2 separate regions of the Anser cygnoides genome follow, and region 1 is linked to region 2. A link is a contact called in public Hi-C data. All regions are on one chromosome and are shown on one strand. Each heading gives the region's core, a stretch centred on a gene start, on an enhancer-like site or on the middle of the called end of the contact. The rest is flanking DNA. Distances are from core to core; before and after follow the strand shown. Region 1 overlaps EGFR (epidermal growth factor receptor). Region 2 has its middle 42 kb from the start of SEC61G.

What was found. Hi-C and Micro-C count contacts between places; a contact is called where the count stands out from the background.
Region 1: a contact with region 2 is called in a Hi-C map of liver, with 1.8 times the contacts expected there. The contact joins two enhancer-like sites. A contact is called at or near these places in 5 of 7 Hi-C or Micro-C datasets (fetal liver, granulosa cells and liver).

What each region holds. Positions count from the first base shown.
Region 1 is chr2:59,269,052-59,272,586 of Taihu_goose_T2T_genome, forward strand. All of the region lies in intron 1 of EGFR (epidermal growth factor receptor), which reads left to right. Among named protein-coding and RNA genes, the nearest start is that of EGFR, 95 kb to the left of the region's middle. Within about 2 kb of position 1,475, at least 1 of the 3 cell types and tissues checked has open chromatin away from gene starts, as enhancers often do. A contact at or near this core is called in liver, where this site is marked.
Region 2 is chr2:59,066,885-59,070,301 of Taihu_goose_T2T_genome, forward strand. No RefSeq gene overlaps it. Among named protein-coding and RNA genes, the nearest start is that of SEC61G, 42 kb to the left of the region's middle. Within about 2 kb of position 1,682, at least 2 of the 3 cell types and tissues checked have open chromatin away from gene starts, as enhancers often do. A contact at or near this core is called in liver, where this site is marked.

The sequences.
Region 1 (3,535 bases), core at 225-2,724, 200 kb after region 2:
TTAAACCAGAGCCTCAGAGCTCTGCAAAAACAAGGCGAAGGATTTCACTTTGATGGTGAAGACAGATGCTCTCACTTTCATCCAGGAGAGCACTTGGTCCCAGATGCCTTTGGTGGGGATAACAGCGGTCACTGTTAAGGCTGAGGAGCGCAGGAAGATGCGGCTGCCAAAGAAGTTGTTTTGACGGCAGCAGTGAAAACGCAATGCAAAAGCCATTAAGGAAGTGAGAGGGGAATTCAAGGCTGCTGCTCTCTTATAGGATAACATCTTACTGGAAGGACTGTTGAATCAAAACTGCAAACCAACCTTTTATCTGAGTTAGGAGAGGGAAATTATTCTTCTTTCTGCCAAACCCCACTGCATGGGCATACTTATGTTGAATCCAAGGCAGGTTTATAACACATGGTGGCAATAAGACTAGTGCACTCAGTCTCATTTTTCTTCTTGCTTATAACTTGTTGAAGTATGGTGAATTTGGATTTAATTAAATGGATTGTATTTAAGCCGTCCTTACATGGTGCTGCCCATGTAACTCTGGAATAATTTTGCCCCAGTCAGTGGCATTACTTTTGTTCTGCCATGGATGTAATCGAGAGCAATATCTGATTGTCCTTGAGAAAGCCATGATATGCTAATTTAAAAGTAAGGCTGGAAGCTCAGTGGATTGTGGAGAATATTAATGCACGTTGCACAAATCTCACAATTTTGCTTTATTAAGAGATAAGGTGAAGTTAATTCAGTTAACAAATAGAACTTTTTATTATGTAATTTTTCAACTCATTGGATTTCACAGATTTTCAGAAAGAACAAAATGAAAAGGTCTGATTCTGAAAGCCTGGGGCATGTGGTTCGTTTTGTGCACATTTATGCGCTTTCCTCCTCTCTCAGGGGAGAGAAAGCCTTCAAATGTGCATTTTTTCACATTCTCCTTTTAACACAGCTTGATCCTACAGATAAGCCACTATTCACTGTTATGTTATCAATGTAGATAAGTTCGTGAAATCACAGATTTGGCAGGATGTTTTCACAAACATCCTCAAATAGGGGAGCATCGTCTGGGAAAAGTGAAATGTTTTATTACAAATTGCACTCTCAGTTTAGGAAGTCTGCAATATCTGCTGAAACACCTACACCCCCCTAAGAACAATGTGAGTAAAACTGATTCTCTGTGCACTTATGGTATCATCTTCAAGTCACTTTAACATTTTTATTTTGGCTGTAACCTGCCCCACTTTCGACACCATTAACACAAAAGTTGGTTTTACCTCATTTTATTCCTTGCAATTTTTAGGCAGGGGGAGATGAGAGTATTAACCATACATGAGAGCAGATTTAGCACTGTAGGTCTGTCCCATGGACACGACAAGGGAGATAGAAGCCACCACCAACTTTGTTAGAGAAAGTGTGGGAGAGTGCCAGCGAGAAGTTAGTAAAGGATGCAGAAGTTATTGGTGCATGTGACTTCTGTTGAGCTCCAGACATATTTTGGTACTTGCTGCTCGGAAGCAGACTCTAGGAAGAAAGAAAAGAAAATAAAAACTGCTTACTAGCATCACAGTGAATTTTAAAATGTTTCCACCTACCAGTCTTTAAAACAACTTTTTTCTCCCTGAAATGCAGAAGTCTGTTAAATACCAGTATGGAAATAATACTTTTAATAAAGCCAATAACTATCAGAAAATTATGATTTTGCTGTTCCACTTACCTACCACTGATCTGCAACCAGAAATAATTAAAGAACTACTGCATGTGGAAAAAGCGTCTTATTGCTCCCCCGACCTCTCTTCCCTTGCTTGAGACAACATTTGCATTTGGCTTACTGAATAAGTTTTGTTTTTCTGATAAATATTTGGTTTGTTTGGGGGGAAAAAAAAAAAAGAGAGATAAAAAAAAAAAAACAAAAAACACCAACCATCAGGTTAATTGTGGTTAATAGTTAGCCAAACACTGACAAGTAAGTAAACAGAGCTTTACAAACAAGGCATACAGAAGACACTACTAAGTGTTTTCTGAGGTATTATATGAAGCTGATTTATCAGGTACAACTTATAGAGCCTCAGTGACAGAAATGACTGTCTGGGTTGTTTTGTTCTTTTTTTAAATCATATTTGCCCTTTAAAATTAACTTGGATTTAAAAGGCTAGCTTTCCTTACTTCTCTGTAAAGGGTGTGAGCATCAAAAAGTTGCATTGATTAAGAAATGAATCAGGTTAATTCCACAGTAAATTTTGCCACCATGAAATGTGTTACACAGTACTGGAGACACACAGGATGTCTGGGTGTACAACAAATGGTACGTGGCCAGGACAGTATCTATATGAAAGTAATTCTTGATGGAATTTCATAGACTTTAAATCCTCACTGTGAGAAACGTGTCAACTCTAGTTTTCCCAACACTTCCCAGTCACAGCATACTTGGGTCAAATTCTTATTTTAATTTAGGAGTAATACATATGTCATTAAAAACACACACACACAACAATTTAATATATAATATAATACATATGATATATTAAATTAATAAATAATTCTAAATGTCTACACAATAAAACAAGGTCTCCACATTTTCAAGGACTAAAAAAAACAACACTGCCATAGAACCATTATTCTGCTTTTGAGACCATACAGGACTTCTGTAAGTGTTTCAAAGGAGAGGAAAAATTAAACATTTCAAAGGAGAGGAAAAATTAAATGTGATAAAGTAAATGGAAAATTAGTCAAAAGGCTCAATTGCATTACCAAAGATCAGTCCTACCAGGCAGTCTTTCTTGTTGAGGTGGCAGCGTTTTTTTGTTGTTTGTTTGTTTGTTTTATTTTAGGGAGATAATTACTTACTTGGACTTCAGTAACCCAAGTAATTTAATACAACAGTGGAAGTTACTATTTATCCTGAAGGAGGTGAAGTTTAGCGTAAAAGTTCAAACTTGGATAAATAGCTGATTAAAGAGGACACAACAGATTGTATCAGGAGAGGTTTAGAAATAGGTGTCTACTGGGTATCCTTAAGAATTGTTCTTGGGACATGTCTAATTAAATATCTTCATTAAGGATCTTGGCACAGGACATAAGTTTGTCCCACTGAGGTTTCACAATGGAGAGCTGAGATATTGAGAAGGAAGAGGGTCTGGGTAGCATCTAAGTAGATCTGGAGGATGCTAAGAAGTAGAAAAGAAGTTAGATAAAATTGTACATAGTAAGTCCGCTTTAAGCAGGAGGAAAAATAATTATGAAAAAAAAATAATAAGGATCCATTATGCAGAAGATAACATTAGGGATAAAGCATTAATATCAACTGCAATGGACTGCTAAGTTCCCTCCAGGAACACTGTCCACACTTCTGGTCCCTCACTTAAAGGAAGATGGATATTAACTGGAAGGGATATAATAAGAGGAAAACGAGGGAAAATACACTATTTTCTGAGAGAAGGCTAAAGAAGTCTGGCTAGTTTAATAAATTGAATGAATCTGGGACTTGAAATAAGCACTGGAAAAGAAAATACCAGACTGGGGAAGACGCTATTTTAACACAAAGGAC
Region 2 (3,417 bases), core at 432-2,931:
GCATGTTTCCTTCAAGGGTTTAATATCATACCAAATATCACACCAAACTTGCAAAGGATGAGGAGAGTCCCCTTTGCCCAGTTCCCACACTCCCCCCATGCGGGATCCAGCCTTTTGGACGAAGCAGGCTGGTTGCCATACCTCTGCACGAAATGCAAACAGTGTAATCATTTGCTTGCAGGCTCATTTGTGGGAATCAAACCAGTCCACATCAGAAAGGAAAAGCCTGGACATGTAACAGAAAGATGATCCTCATTAATAATGACAGGCAGGGCTGTGCAATGCCTTGGCGATGGGGGAAGGGTTCTTGTATAACTCAGTGCTCTGGAGTAGAATGGCAAACGCATTTTCTAATGTTACATAATGGCATAAGATCATTTGGGGCTGGACAGATTCATCCTACACCTGCCAGTTGACAGACTTGTCCCGAGGACAAGATTTCAAAATCTACCTCAGATCGTGCTTCTCTTGTTTTAAATACAGAATACCAAATCCTGCTCCCAGCAAGATCAGTCTCATTGTGCATTTCAGCTGGATCAGGATTTTTCCTGCAGATTCTTCTGAATACCCAGTAAGCAACACACCTCACCAATGTGTGAAAGGCTGAAGTGTTCGTTGAGTACTGATTACCAGTTCCTTTTCATCCTCAACACTAGATGCATCTTACATGTTTACATGACTATAGCTGCCACACTGATCCAAAGAACTTTTTGTAACACTCTTGTCAACTAGGAATATTACCATCACTATGCTAAAACAGAGAGATTCAGTGATTTGCTTAAAACCCAGAGTGAATCTACTGCAACGTGTGCACCCTGTGTGTCTATGAGTCTCAGGCAGGCATCGTAAACACTGACTCATCCCTGTCTGCTAGATCAGCCTGCAAAGAATAAATAATAATGTAAAAATTATAAGAGAGTAACTATCACTAAGTATAAGAGGAAAAGATTAGAAAGCTCATTGCCTTAAACATGCAACAAATAACGTTCTGATTTTAGTATGGTACCATCTCATAGAAAAGCAGTAGCTCCAGTGTAAGAAAGGTAAAGAAAGTGTAGTTCTAGAATGTCATCCTCTCCAAATAAATGCTGAGTATTTGGGAAATGCTTTCTGATCCTGAAGTGCCTGCCTTAGTAATCCCTCAGATAATGTTGGTTGTTTGATCAAGGCTTCACATTGTGGAGCTTGTTTTTACAGAGCATATTCTGAGTTTGGTTCTTTTTAAGTTACAGATACAGTGAAAAAAGACCCCAGAGAATACAATGAAACTTCAACGCTCAGCAAAATGAAGCGTGTAGTTACAGTAAGAGATGTGGTCATGCAGCATCATACCTGTGTTTTGGCAGGTGTGATGCTTAGTGCTGTGTCTGAATGCAGGTATTATCATTCAGCGTTTGCAGAAGCTCTGTGTTGCCTCAACACAGCCACAACATGCCCATTCCATGCAAATCTTCATGGTGGGGCATGAGCATATCACAAGTGAATTGCAATGTGAAGCTAAGGTAAACAACGGAATCCCTGAGCCTGAAGCAATGCTAAGAGTGTAGCAAGAATTAAAGAGGATTTGGTGATTATATGGAACATAACAGCATCCATTGTCAGATCATTTTATTCCTTATTGAAAGGATATAAGCTCTCATTCATTGTGGCATGAGCCAGCTGCCAACAGTTGGACATTAAAAAAAGAACTTTTCTAAATGTAGATGTTCCCTTTGGAATATAAAATGAGATTTTGTTGATGTTGGCTGCTTTGTGTCAGGAGACTGGGCCAGAAGAGTTGCTTCTGCTTTGCAGTTCTCCTGTGATTTCTATGGCCTGCTCCGAGTTTCAAAGGAAGGTTACTGAAAAATTATTTATTGAAGATAATTATTTATTTAAGATATATAATTTTATAAAATTATTTATTGAAAAAATATTGAAAAGGCCGTTAAAGATTTTGTTGTTGTTGTTGACTCTTTTTGTTGCCTGCCGGTTTAATCTGGTTTAATCTGTTGGTCCCTTCATTCCACTCCTTCTCCATCTTTCCTTTAATCTCACTGTGTACTCTGTTACTCATCCCCTGTGTCTGAAGGCCACTCACAAGCTGACTGTACTTTGCCTGTGACTCGCAGGTCAGTCACCTGCACAAAACTAAGCTGTCCTTGGGGCTGGGGAAATGACAGAGTGGCCTGAGCCAGACAGCCCTGGGAGATGAGTAAACTCCTGCAAATGAACTTTCTCCTGTGTGACTCGTGTAATGTGTACGTGTGGGCTTTATGGAAGCCATGAACAAACCAAAATTAGAATTAAAAAAAAAAAAAAAGGCAACAAACAAAAACACTCATGAATGTGCCAATAAATCAAAGTTCCTGAGGTCTTTGTTTACCTTGAGCCTCAGCACACAGAGATTGCCAATTTAACTCAAGAGGAATTGAAGTCCTCAACCATATGTTGTTCGTGGCTCTAAGACCAGAAGATAATGATCGTTGTGATGCACAATGGCATGTGCTCTCATGGCTAGTGGGCAAAGTCCTGTGTGATCTGATATGATGTAACAACACAGGAAAAGCCCAGAGGCAGCAAAGGGACTATCTGGGGGTTTCCTGTGAATGTGCAGAAGACTTTTGTCCTTTAAGGGTTGCTCAGTCAAGACATCTTTCTTTAAAGTAAGCAGGGTCTCAACTCATGAATCATGGCATACATCTTGGAATTTTACTGGCCGGTCACTGAAGCTATGAGCTATCAAGTTTCCAGTATCTGTTCTTTTAAATATCTACAAATGCTCTCTGGCAGCAGGGATAACCAGTGTACTGTTTACAGTGTCTATAGTGACTGGAAAGGTGACCTATGAAATGCTGTTGTAGAAAGAGAATTTCTTGTAGAGACTGTGTAGTCTTCTCATTTTTCTAATTAAAAAAAAAAAAAAGTATATGCTTGTTTTGCTGAGTATGAAGAAAGTTTGGCAGAATTACAATGGAAACGTGAGGGAGATATTCAAGAGAACATAAACAATTTCACAATTTCATAAAGCAAAACAAGTTTAAATAATTATTCAGCTTAGCAAAAATAAGCAACCCTCAATGGATGCGCACAGAATTAAAAATGGGTGTCATCTTAATTTAAGGTTCTTTAGTTAAAAGTAAATTATGAACCTGTATGTAGTATGGGACTTGTACTCTTGGGAGTAGATGTTGTTTATAGGTTAATATTTGACCGAAGACTGGAGATTCTTCCACTTGGTTCTTGGTTCCATCAGAGAATTGTTCTGTGATATGGAACAGGTGCTTTGATCCAGATCCTCTGTGGTGTTTGAATGTCTCTGTGTGGATGCAGTGCAAATACAGAGCAAGAGGCAACCCTCACTGTGAAAAATGTAGACTGCCTGCTTAGCACCTTATGTAGCACAACAGCAGTTCAGAAATGAGAGAGAGGGGCCTA